Linked DNA regions of Rattus norvegicus: region 1 is linked to region 2. The links are chromatin contacts, called in public Hi-C maps. All regions are on one chromosome and are shown on one strand. The core of a region is the stretch at or near the end of the contact, and the rest is flanking DNA. Distances in the headings are between cores, read along the strand shown.

Evidence for each region. Hi-C and Micro-C count contacts between places; a contact is called where the count stands out from the background.
Region 1: a Hi-C map of liver shows a contact between it and region 2, with 3 times the contacts expected there. The contact joins two enhancer-like sites. A contact is called at or near these places in 7 of 12 Hi-C or Micro-C datasets (the A7r5 cell line, the Rat2 cell line, Schwann cells and 4 more).

Annotation. Positions count from the first base shown.
Region 1 is chr1:239,945,084-239,950,285 of GRCr8, reverse strand. Papss2 (3'-phosphoadenosine 5'-phosphosulfate synthase 2) reads right to left here. Exons shown (of 12, transcript NM_001106375.2): 9 at 4,611-4,746; 10 at 1,766-2,034; 11 at 494-723. Among named protein-coding and RNA genes, the nearest start is that of Atad1, 54 kb to the left of the region's middle. Within about 2 kb of position 2,010, at least 6 of the 93 cell types and tissues checked have an H3K27ac peak or open chromatin away from gene starts, as enhancers often do. A contact at or near this core is called in liver, where this site is marked.
Region 2 is chr1:239,885,430-239,891,337 of GRCr8, reverse strand. All of the region lies in intron 1 of Papss2 (3'-phosphoadenosine 5'-phosphosulfate synthase 2), which reads right to left. Among named protein-coding and RNA genes, the nearest start is that of Papss2, 21 kb to the right of the region's middle. Within about 2 kb of position 3,982, at least 3 of the 93 cell types and tissues checked have an H3K27ac peak or open chromatin away from gene starts, as enhancers often do. A contact at or near this core is called in liver, where this site is marked.

The DNA of each region.
Region 1 (5,202 bases), core at 761-3,260, 61 kb before region 2:
TGTCCTTTCACTTAAAATGCTAGGCACTCGCAGTGCATACATAAGGCATAGCTATGGGAAGGGACAATTGTGCTACTGTTTCATCTTGCCTGGCATGGCCTACAGCTTGATGTAGCCAAAGATGACATTGTCATTTTGATCATGCCGCCTCTGGCTCCCTTGTGCTGTGACTATAGACATGTGTTACTATGCCCAGCTCAAGAGCCTTCTGTGAGGTTGCTGGAGATCAAACCCAGTGCTATTCACATGCTAGGCAAGTATTCTATGAGTCAGCTATAGCCATCAGACCAAAGAGAGATGTTTATGGATCAACACCTACATGCAGAGGACTCGGCTAACAATGTCGGGGGACACAGCATTTGCAAGAGCAGGTCTAACTCAGGATAGTGTCTTTCCAGTTGGAAGCATGTAGGCTGGAGACTTTGTCCAGAGGGTCAAGTTTTGCCTCATCAGGACAATTGTCATGTCAACTCTTTTTCCTCTAGACACTTACCTTGCCGGATCATAAAAGTCCATGGCCTTCTTAATTTTATTGTAGGCAGCCACTCGGAATGGAATGATTTCCACAGAGGTGAGGCCAGGGGCCATGCTCAAGACCTTACCACCATGGGTAGGTTCGTATAGGTCTTTCTTTGTCTCAGGGTGAGGCATTCCTGCAGGATCCCTACCCACGATGTAGAAATTGGCCCCTGCAATCATTCGGCACCTGCAGTGCCACTGGACCTGGAAAATACCACATAGGGAGCATGGTGGTCATGGGCCAAGTCCACAGGTTCCTCTCTATGCTGAGCCTTTTAATTCTGCTTTTGAACTGATTGAAAGGGGCAGGTCACTTTAAAAGTCGTGAGGAAGTCCTAGGGTCTAAGCCTCGAGCACTGTTCAAGCTGGGTCGTATTGGATAGGACAGGAGTTTTAAAGTCACGAGCTATGGGAGTCTCTCTTAATAAAGCAAGCAGTTAAGAATTTGGTGTACTTACTGTTTGTACTTTGTACCTACTGTTACAAAGGGCCGTGTGAACTACAGATTCTAAGTGATCATCTGACTGCCAACAATGAACTAATTACTGCATTACCTTCTAAACAATTCCTGGGTCCTGGTGAGTCAGAGTAGAACAATCGGAACTAAGAAATTGTCAGCTTAGTTTAGTGGCGACATGAGAAACGTTGTTACCCTTAGTCTCGGACATTTAAACACTTGGTCCCAAGTTGGGGCCGCTGTCAGGGAGGTTTAGGCGGTACAATCTTGCCGACAGAAGTCTGCCACTAGGGGGAGCTGTGAGTTTAAAAGCTTCACCTACTTCCACTTTGCTCTCTGCTCTGATCACGCTGTGGTAAAGGGTGTACGCTTAGCTTCCTGCTCCTGCCCTCAAGCCTGCTGCTTGCTGCCAGACTTCCCTGCTACGATAGACTTACCGTCCTGCTGCAACCGTAAGGCCACATGAACTCAGGTTGCCCTGGCCGTGGTGTTTTATCACAGCAATAGAAAGGTAATACGGGTAAGATGCTACTTGCCGTGTGACTCAGGTGAGCTGTGCTATCTACCTACCTCAGTCACACGCCAGCCTCCACACTCTCTAAGCAATGTGTTTATACATGTCAGACTTGATGCTTCTAGCATCTTTACAAATACAAACTCGAAAAGGTTAAGCTGGGGTGGGGAAGGTAGAATGTTCTCATTAAGAACTGTTTCCCAAGACGAATTTACATGTCTAATACACTTTAGCCGGTGTTCTTAGCGTTTGGCCCAGCTCAGACAATCGCTCACCTCTGTAGGCCCAGCGTATAACATAGGAGATGGGAAGATGGCGACAATAGTCGACTTGGGATCCAGGATCCCTTCCTCCAGCACAGCCGCATGCTGTTTCATCCTCCAGTCGAGAGGTACGTCATCGTCCTTGGTCCAGCCCCCGAGAGGGTGCAGCAGGAGGACCGGGTGCTTGTAGCCCCTCTCCAGGAGCCTGCGCCGGGTGTCTTGCATCAGCAGAGCGTGGCCGTTGTGGACAGGATTGCGTAACTGGAACGCAAACACGGCATCTAGGAAAGGAGAGCCAAGGTTCGGAGTAAGCAATATGGCTTGTCCCTAAGAGCAGACGGGAAGATGAACCGGAATATTACTCAGTTCCTTCATTCAGTCTTGAACCTTTTGATAATGGGAGAATAGGCCGGGGCTGTTAGCTCAGATGCTTAGACAGAATGGGATGCAAAGGCAGGAAGCCACATAGGAGAAAGCACGACTCAGGAATCAAAACGTGCTGTCTACACCTTTCCTGACGCCCTAGACGTCAGCACTCACCTGCTCCCTTGTACCTGCCGCGGGCTCCCCTTTATGAGAGCCTGCATGTAGAGCACATAGGAATGTGAATGGGGCTACAGTCTACAGATGAAAGACAACCGCACCTTCTCCTCAAGTCCTGGAAACAATGGCACTCGTGATGGACTCATGAAGTCTGTATCCTTTTTTCTAGTTCTAAAATGTAATCAATATATTTCCATTGTAGGACACCTAGGAAATATATAAAAGCCCAAAATGGACAATGAAAATCATTGCTTCCTATCACTACTTCTCTCTTAAAATGTACAGAACAAAATGTGAAGGGTTTCCTTTCTTGTCCCACCATCCCCAAGAAGGGTCACTGGCGTCTGGTGCTCTCAGAGTCCTTTGTACTTCTATAGACAGAAGTAGGTTAATTGTTTTTTTTTGTTGTTAGTTTGTTTTTTTCCAACTTTCTTGTTTTCCAACATATGTCTGTGCTATATATATTGCTTTGCAAATGCTTTTGCACTTTTTTTATGTTTATTTTTATTTTATGTCTATGAGTACAGTGTCGCTCCCTTCAGACACACCAGAAGAGGGCATCGGATCCCATTACAGATGGTTGTGAGCCACCATGTGGTTGCTGGGAATTGAACTCGGGATCTCTGGAAGAACAGTCGTTGATCTTTATTTTTAAAGATTTATTTATTTATTTTATGTATGTGAGTACACTGTAGCTGTCTTCAGACACACCAGAAGACAGTATTGGATCCAATTACTGATGGTTGTGAGCCACCATGTGGTTGCTGGGAATTGAACTCAGGATCCCTGTAAGAGGAGACAGTGCTCTTAACCACTGAACCACCCCTCCAGCCCATGCTTTTGTACTAACAGATACTTAAGAATTACTCTGCACCTGCATGTGTTAAGCTGCAGCATAGTGTTCCGGTGTGGAAGTGTACACAGCTGTGATCCAGACGAACCGGCAGATCGCATCACTTGGGGAGAGATGACTCCAAGATTAAGAATGGTAATACTCTTTCAGAGGACCCAAGTTTGACTCACAGCGCCCGAGTCAGACAGCTCACAAAGTGCCTAGAACTCTGGCTTTGGGGGATCTGACCCCACAGGCACCTATACATACATACCCCCATATCTAATTATAAGTAAGATACTTTTTTTTCCAACATGATATTTTTATTGTTTCTTTGGAAATTTCACATCATACATCCCCTTACACTCATTTTCTAGTCCTCCCCATGTGCACCCTTCTCCTGACCTTTCCCCTCAAGAAATAAATATTAAAAAACAAAAACAAAAACCAAGACCGGTTTGTTTTGCCTGTGTATTCTTTGGGACATGGCCAAACGCTCAGTGGCCTGCCCCTTAAATAGAACTGAGTGCTCCCCTCCCACGCCCCTGCCAGATGCCATCAGTTGTGGAGAGCTACAACTCAGCATCCTTATCAGACTCTAAGAGTCAGAGAGATGGCTCAATGGCTCAGCGGTTAAGAGCACTGACTGCTCTTCCAGAGGTCCTGAGTTCAAATCCCAGCAGCCACACGGTGGCTCACAACCATCTGTGATGAGATCTGATGCCCTCTTCTGGTGTGTCTGAGGACAGCTACAATTTACTGATATGGGATGAATAAATAAATCTTTAAAAAAAAGAGTTCTCTTCAATGGCTTCCTGTTTAGGCTACTACTCTTTTGGGGGATGGGAGTGAGGACTGGGGTGGGGGAAGGGTTGTTACAGAAGGCTTCCATGTCCCTCTTTGTCAACTACATCTGCAGTCATCAACATCACTGCAAAAGACTTCCTTGTTCCTTACAGTCGGCAGGAGCACAGAGCATGGCCTTCCACATGGTTTCTGTCAGCAGCTCTCAGACCACGAACATGGCTCCCAGCTGCATCAGGACTATGGACCCAGACAAGGCCCTTGGAGCCAACCTGGACCACATACATGACCAGGGCTTCTGGCAGCAGCACGGTCCACAGACATCAACATGACTCCATGAGGCAGCATAGACTCAGACGTCACCACGTTCTCAGGTGGCGGCACAGGTCACTCACATTGATATGGCCCCTGGCAGCAGTATGATCTATGGACAGCAAACCTGGCTAGCTTCATTCATGTATATAATTCAGTCAGGAGTGGCAGTGATGTCTGCAATGTCAGCATTTGGGAGCAGAAGTCCAATCAAGAATTCAAGGTTACCATTGGCTATTTAATGAATTCAATGCCAGCCCATAAATGGGGGAAAAAAGGAAAAAAAAATCCAATTCCCAATACACTTAAATTTTTTGACCAGAGCGCTAAGGGGTATTGACAGATGCGCTAGAATCTGTTACGTACCAGCATCCATGTCTTTACACTTCTGTTTGAGCTCTAGAGGCGTCAGGCGGTACTGGTCCAGCCCATCATTCCACCGTATTCTCTCTAGCACCTGAAGGTCTCCACCAACAAGCCAGTCCCCACCTTCCATCACCATCTACAAGGGAAATCATTAGAGTTAATATTATTTTAATTTTATTTGAAGTGTGCGTGTGTGTGAAACTTCTTCAATAGCCCTTCGTTATTTTTTAACACAGGATTTCTCACTGAACATGTAGCTTGCAAATTTGGCAAGACTGCCTGGCCAGTGAGCCCCTGGGATCTGCCTGTTTTTACCTCTCTGGCAGTGGAATTACTGCCTGTCTTTAACCTTCCTGACCACTGCACTTGAATATTTCACCTGGGCTCTGAGGGGATTAAGCATGGTTCCTCATGTGTGTGCAGCTCTATACTGGCTAGCCTTGTCCCCAGCCCTCCTGTTTTCCTTTTTGACCCATCTTGAGTTACTGTTCGGTCACATTTCAAATGGTACTTATCAAACTTTTAATTTCTTAACTTTCGTCTTCACGAAAATTGCTAGGGAGATGGCAGAACGGGAGCACGGACAAAACCT
Region 2 (5,908 bases), core at 2,733-5,232:
TTCACTTTTTTTTGTCTAATAAAGTGATTTTAAGGTCTTAATCCTAAACAATAATTCCAATGGACTTGAGGTAGGAAATCTTCCCAGAAAGAACTTTTTTTTTTAACTTGAAAAAAAATCTCAACACCACCATGCTGGGTAGTACTAGCCTTTGTTGAACTCACTGTGTAGCCCAGATTAGCCTCGAATTTGTTATTCTGTTACCACTTCAGCAGTGCTAGTGTGACAGGTTGTGGTGCAAGACTGGAGAAAATGGAGAGAGAGAGCTACCCTTTGCGTTTCTGTAAACTGAGGATCAGGCTATCCCAGCTGACCTGAAGCACAGATTTTTTTTTCTTAGACAAATGCCAAAATGGAAACAGATAAGATAATCAGTGTTTTCATTCCCCAACTCTCATCTCCTTTTTTCTTCTTTTTATTCTGCAATGGATAAGGCAGTTTATTGATCAAAATATCAACCTAAATTCCACTGAATAGGCCAGATCAAAATATCATTTAAGAAACAAGAGGCATTTACACTAAGTCCTCCTCTCCATTATTTACATGGAAGCCAAGTTTTTCTGAGTGCTTGATGGAATATGCATGTAGTGGAGACACTGAATAGATAGTGAACACAGTTGAATAGCTGAAACCTGAAGGGTAAAGTTGCATGCCAGCTTTTTAAGGTGAAGCAATGCAGTTGGCTGCTGACTTTATGAGATGGCACGTTATTAACGTTCAGAAACTTTAGAGCCTACTCTTCTATCGGTCACTACAAAAACAAAACAAAACAAAACCAGCCAACCAACCAGCCAACCAACCAACCAGCCAACCACCAACCAACCAACCAACCAACCAGCCAGCCAGCCAGCCAACCAACCAACCATCCAGACAGCCAACCAACCAACCAACGAACCAACCAACCAACCAACCAACCAGCCAGCCAACCAACCAACCAGCCAACCAACCAACCAGCCAGCCAACCAACCAGCCAACCAACCAACCAACCAACCAACCAACCAACCAACCAGCCAGCTAGCCAACCAACCAACCAACCAACCAGCCAGCCAGCCAGCCAACTAACTAACCAACCAGCCAGCTAGCCAACCAACCAACCAACCAACCAACCAGCCAGCTAGCCAACCAAACAACCAACCAACCAGCCAGCCAACCGACCAACCAACCAACCAAAAACAAACAAACAAAAACCAGGAAGAGGTTTGTGAATGGCAGTGAAGGACCACTTCACTTTTAAACTGAAAGATGATGGATTTGATTACTAAGATTTCAATCTATAGTTTAAATAAAGGTTATTGACGTCAATGCTTCACAAATCACTTCTGACTTTCCTCTTGGTAACCCTGTGTTTGCTTGGTAGGGGAAGAGAGTAGAAGGCATGGGGCAAATGAGAGGGCTTTGTCAGCATTAAGCTCTGCTCCCAAATCCTTGATTCTCTTTCCTCACAACAACTCATAGTGGAAACAGCACAAATGTCTATCAACCTGTAACTGGACCAAAGACAGTCTGTCTACACAATGGAATCCACACCACCATATAAGGTGACTCCTGGCACCTGGTTCCGTGTGCTGAGCGTTGAAGACACTCTAAGACAGACACAGAAGACCACATACTCCACCATTCCACTAACGGGAAAGGAAGACACCCAGAGATGAAAGCACTGGCAGTTTCTTGGGTCTCGGGGCAGGGAGGGGAACAATCGTACAAGGCCTTGGGGACTCGAGTGTGAACAGGATCTAAAATTGAGCCAAGGCTGCACAATTCTGCAGCTTGTCTAGGTATCTTTGGATTTTCTAGTTAAAATGAGTAGATTTATGGTATGAAAATGACCCTCCCCAGCGAAGGCATCTTTAAGAAAGTCCCTTCGGTATTGGGGAGAGAACTCCAGTGGTAAAGTGATTGCTACACAAGCACAAGGACCGAAGCTTGATTCCCCAGCACCTTCATAAAACGTCTGCTATGGCAGTGCCTGTCACCCCTGGGCTAGGAGGCAAAGGCCGGAGAATCTCTGACGCTCTAGCGAGTGACTGGAGTCCAGTGGGTGTGCTTATGTGCACTAAGACACTGTCTCAAAAACTAAGATGGAGAGCCACTGAGGAAGACACTGGATGCTAAACTCTGGCTTTTACACGCATGTGAGTCCACATGTACATACATGAGCATGTACTGCACATTCAAGTGGTGACTGTCATCTTAGAGACTGGAGAAATGTCTCCATTGGTAAAGTTCTTGTTCATTTTTTAGCATTCATATACAAATAACCATGCATGGTGGCACATGCCTGTCAGGTGATCCTGGGGAGGCAGAGGCAGGAGAACCCCTAGGACTTGCTGGCCAGCCAGTCTAGCCAAACCAGTGATCTCTGGGTTCAGTGAGAGATCTGTCTTACTTCTGGCCTCCACATGTACATGCATACATGTATACCCACATGAACATGAACATACCACAAACATGGGCATACGCGTGTGGGTTGGAGAGGCTTCTTCATTCTTTGAGGAAAAGCTGTGAGACTTGCTCATTTAGAATCTCTTCAAAATTCTCGTAACCATCCGAAAACTCTGAAATGTTGAGTATGACTGAGATCACACACGACAGTTTCTTTTCACCCGGACACTTGTTCTTGACATTACAACCTCTTGCCGGACACTCTTCTGTTTTGAGATAGAGATCTCATTATATGACCCACGCTAGCCCCCTTCTGGTGACTATTCTGTCCTCTGCCTCCCAAGTGCTGGGATTACAGGTGTGCACCCACCATGGCGCCTGGTTACTTGGTAGTCTCTTTAATTTTTGTGTAAGCATGCATTCAGGAATAGCAAAGCTGTGTCTGGATTTCACAGTGCTCCTGAGTGCACAAGCCAGGAGCTCTGAGAAATACACAGGTAAAGAAGTAGAAAAATATCCACGGCATGGAAGACTACTGACTTGCGTCTCCAGCCAAATGCCGGTTGTGTTTTCTGCCTGACAATTCTTGCTTGTGTTGTCGGATGGTCAGAAGTGACCTCTTCCCCAGCTCAGATGTGAAGGCCATAAAATCCAAGCATCAACATCTCCATCCCATTTGACATGGGACAAAATCAGTCCAGCTGAGGACCAGTAACAGGAATGAAGAGAGTCTGACCACCCACAAGCAGTGTGTGTGACACACTTTCATAGGTGCGATATGAAGCTAAGGGAGACGTGCCCAGGAGTGTCTGCAAAGCTCAATTCTGTCTGAGAGGCCTGAAAGCAGCCACGGCTGAGCAGGAGGGAAGCACTAGGGAGGTAGGAGGTACCCTGTTTCCTCACCTGGGTGCTGGTTATACAAGCATGCTCACCTCATGAAAATCTCCTGAACAGTATCCTTTAGGTTTACAGTTTTTTTATTCATGTATATTACCTTGAAATAAAAAGCCATGAAATGTGGGTCAATGGTGCTACAAAAATGGGGCATGTCAAGGTGACCCAGGAGGGACTTAACACCTTCCTAACAGGGTGTCAATTCATCCTTTAGTAGACCCACCACAGGTCCTACTGGCCCACCCCAAACTGAAACAGAAACCCACTGTGCTCCGCTGATGAATGAAAGCTTGTTCTTGCCTCACACTTAGCCAGGTGCCAAAGCCAAGGCTGAACCTCCGATTCCAGCTCAGCTCTGACTGGAAAAGCACAGGCTCCAAACAGATTTCAGTGTGACACTGAGTTAGAGAACAAACGTGAGAGACTCACTCTGGTGAGAAAGAAAACACTTCCCAAACCTGGGAGCCTAATTAAGCCCCTTTGGGGAGTGCCACTTCCCAAACCTGGGAGCCTAATTAAGCCCCTTTGGGGAGTGCCAAGGTGACCTTCCGACAGCTGTGGTTAACTGTTAGTACTTGTTAGTACTAATTAGGGGCGTTCTGATTCATTTACATTCTTGATCTCAGTTGATCAATAACTTGCCCTTACAACAGTGGGCCAGATAGGAAAATGGAGTTTGTGACCTTTCACCCCAACTGAGTTAGAGATGCAAGATCCAGGGCTAATAATCTAATCAATAACAAATCAACACACACCCCATACTACTCAGCTAAGAACCTTAAGGCACCAAGAGTTACTTTTAGCCCTTAAGCCTCGCCTATGTTTTGAGAACTCTGCATGTGAGCGAGCTATCGTTCATAAATTAGAGATGGACAAATGGTTCTCACAGGCATATCGTGTCCCTGCACATCTTGTGAACGGGGCTAACTGGTATCTAGTCTGTCTTTTTCCAGAACCAGTTTCAGGATGAGGCTGTATTTGTGGCTTCTCTCCCGAAATGAGCTCAGTGTTTATGGCATGTGAACTTTACGGTCCATTTGCCTCTAGGGAGGCTGGGAATGAAGAAACGACACGCGTGTAGGTGATCAGAATGCTTGCCAGGCCATGAGCAGCAAAGCCCCGTGCTTCTGATCCAGAAAGTTCCCATGGTCCGCTATCATCCAGGAAAGTACAGCAAGTTCGTTGTAAAGGGGGAAAGTCTCAGCTCCCTGCCTTATCCTCGCTAAACTAACTGAGGGAAAGGGAGAACCTCTTCAGTTACAAACCCACTGGAGACCCCATCAGTCTCCAACAGACAATCCTAACGGTCTCAGAAATGGCCCCGGCTGCACTAAATGGGGTCGCAAAACAAAACCAAAATCGATAGTCTCCAAAAGCGACAGGGAGTCAGTCTGGATTGACTGAGGTGGGAGGAAGCTAGATGACTAGGGGAGGGTAGTCAGCCTGTTCATATACATGCAAAAACTGGCAAAGAACAAAATTTTAAAAGAAAATCCCGAGGACTCTCCACATTCCTGACTGCGTACATAACCTTTGTCTTGGCCTCTCCAATATCCGTATAGATACATTGTATGTCAAAGCTATTTAGATGTGTAAGTTTACTTTCTCTACATTTTTAAATTATTTTCCTTGAACAGTTTATCTACCCACACTGCTCTCTGCTGGAAGTAATAATATGGTTAGTTTCATCCTTATCTTTTGAGAGATAGCATATGGATTTATGTCTTTTTCTTTTCTTTTTTTTTTTTTTGTCTAAAATGTTACTTGACAGTAGGTTTCATTTTAGATTCTCCTAAATGTGCTTGGAGAGTCTCCAACACTGATATATTAGCCCACTGAATCATTTTTAATCAATTCTCACCATGCGCGTGTTATTACAGCAGCACAGTATACGGATGGTTCAATCATCCTATTCGTTGACGTTTTACCTTGCTTCCAACGTTTTGTCGTTATAGGACTTCAGCTATGTCCCTGTGCCTTCATAATCGCACAATGACAACCGTAAGCCACTTGCTTGCAAGATCTCTATGTGCCAGGATTTGAGTTGCTAGCTTAAGGAGCACACACACACACACACACACACACACACACACACACAAAGTTAAATTGTGATGGGCTTTGCCAAATCTCTGTAGAGGCTGTGTCAGTACAGCTCTGCTAGGAGTGAGTCCCGATGTTCCCCCACAGCCCCTCCTATACCACACGCTGCCTAAAAGCTTTTACCTTTGTCCACTGAGAAACAAAAAGCAAACCTCTTACTTTTAGCGTCATTTCTTATAGTAAGGTTCAATATTTTTCATACATTTAGAGACACTTTTTAATTTTCTTTTCTAAAGCTTTGATTTTCCTTAATTAAAAATGTATATATGGTTTTTTATTTGCTTTTGAGACGGGAGTGTTCAGTGTGGTCTGGGCTCCTTGAAAACTGGCAGTGACTGTCCCTCCTTCGAGCCTCGAGTGGCTGTGTGACATCACACTCTGATATTTGCATTCTTCCTGCACTTTATACATTACTTTGCATACTTTAGAAGCATTGGCTTATAAGGACGTTTGATATTTTGGAAACAGCCCATATCTTCTAGGAGCTGCTTATTATTTCTCAGGGTCCCTATCTTTTGCTTTTTTTCTGTTT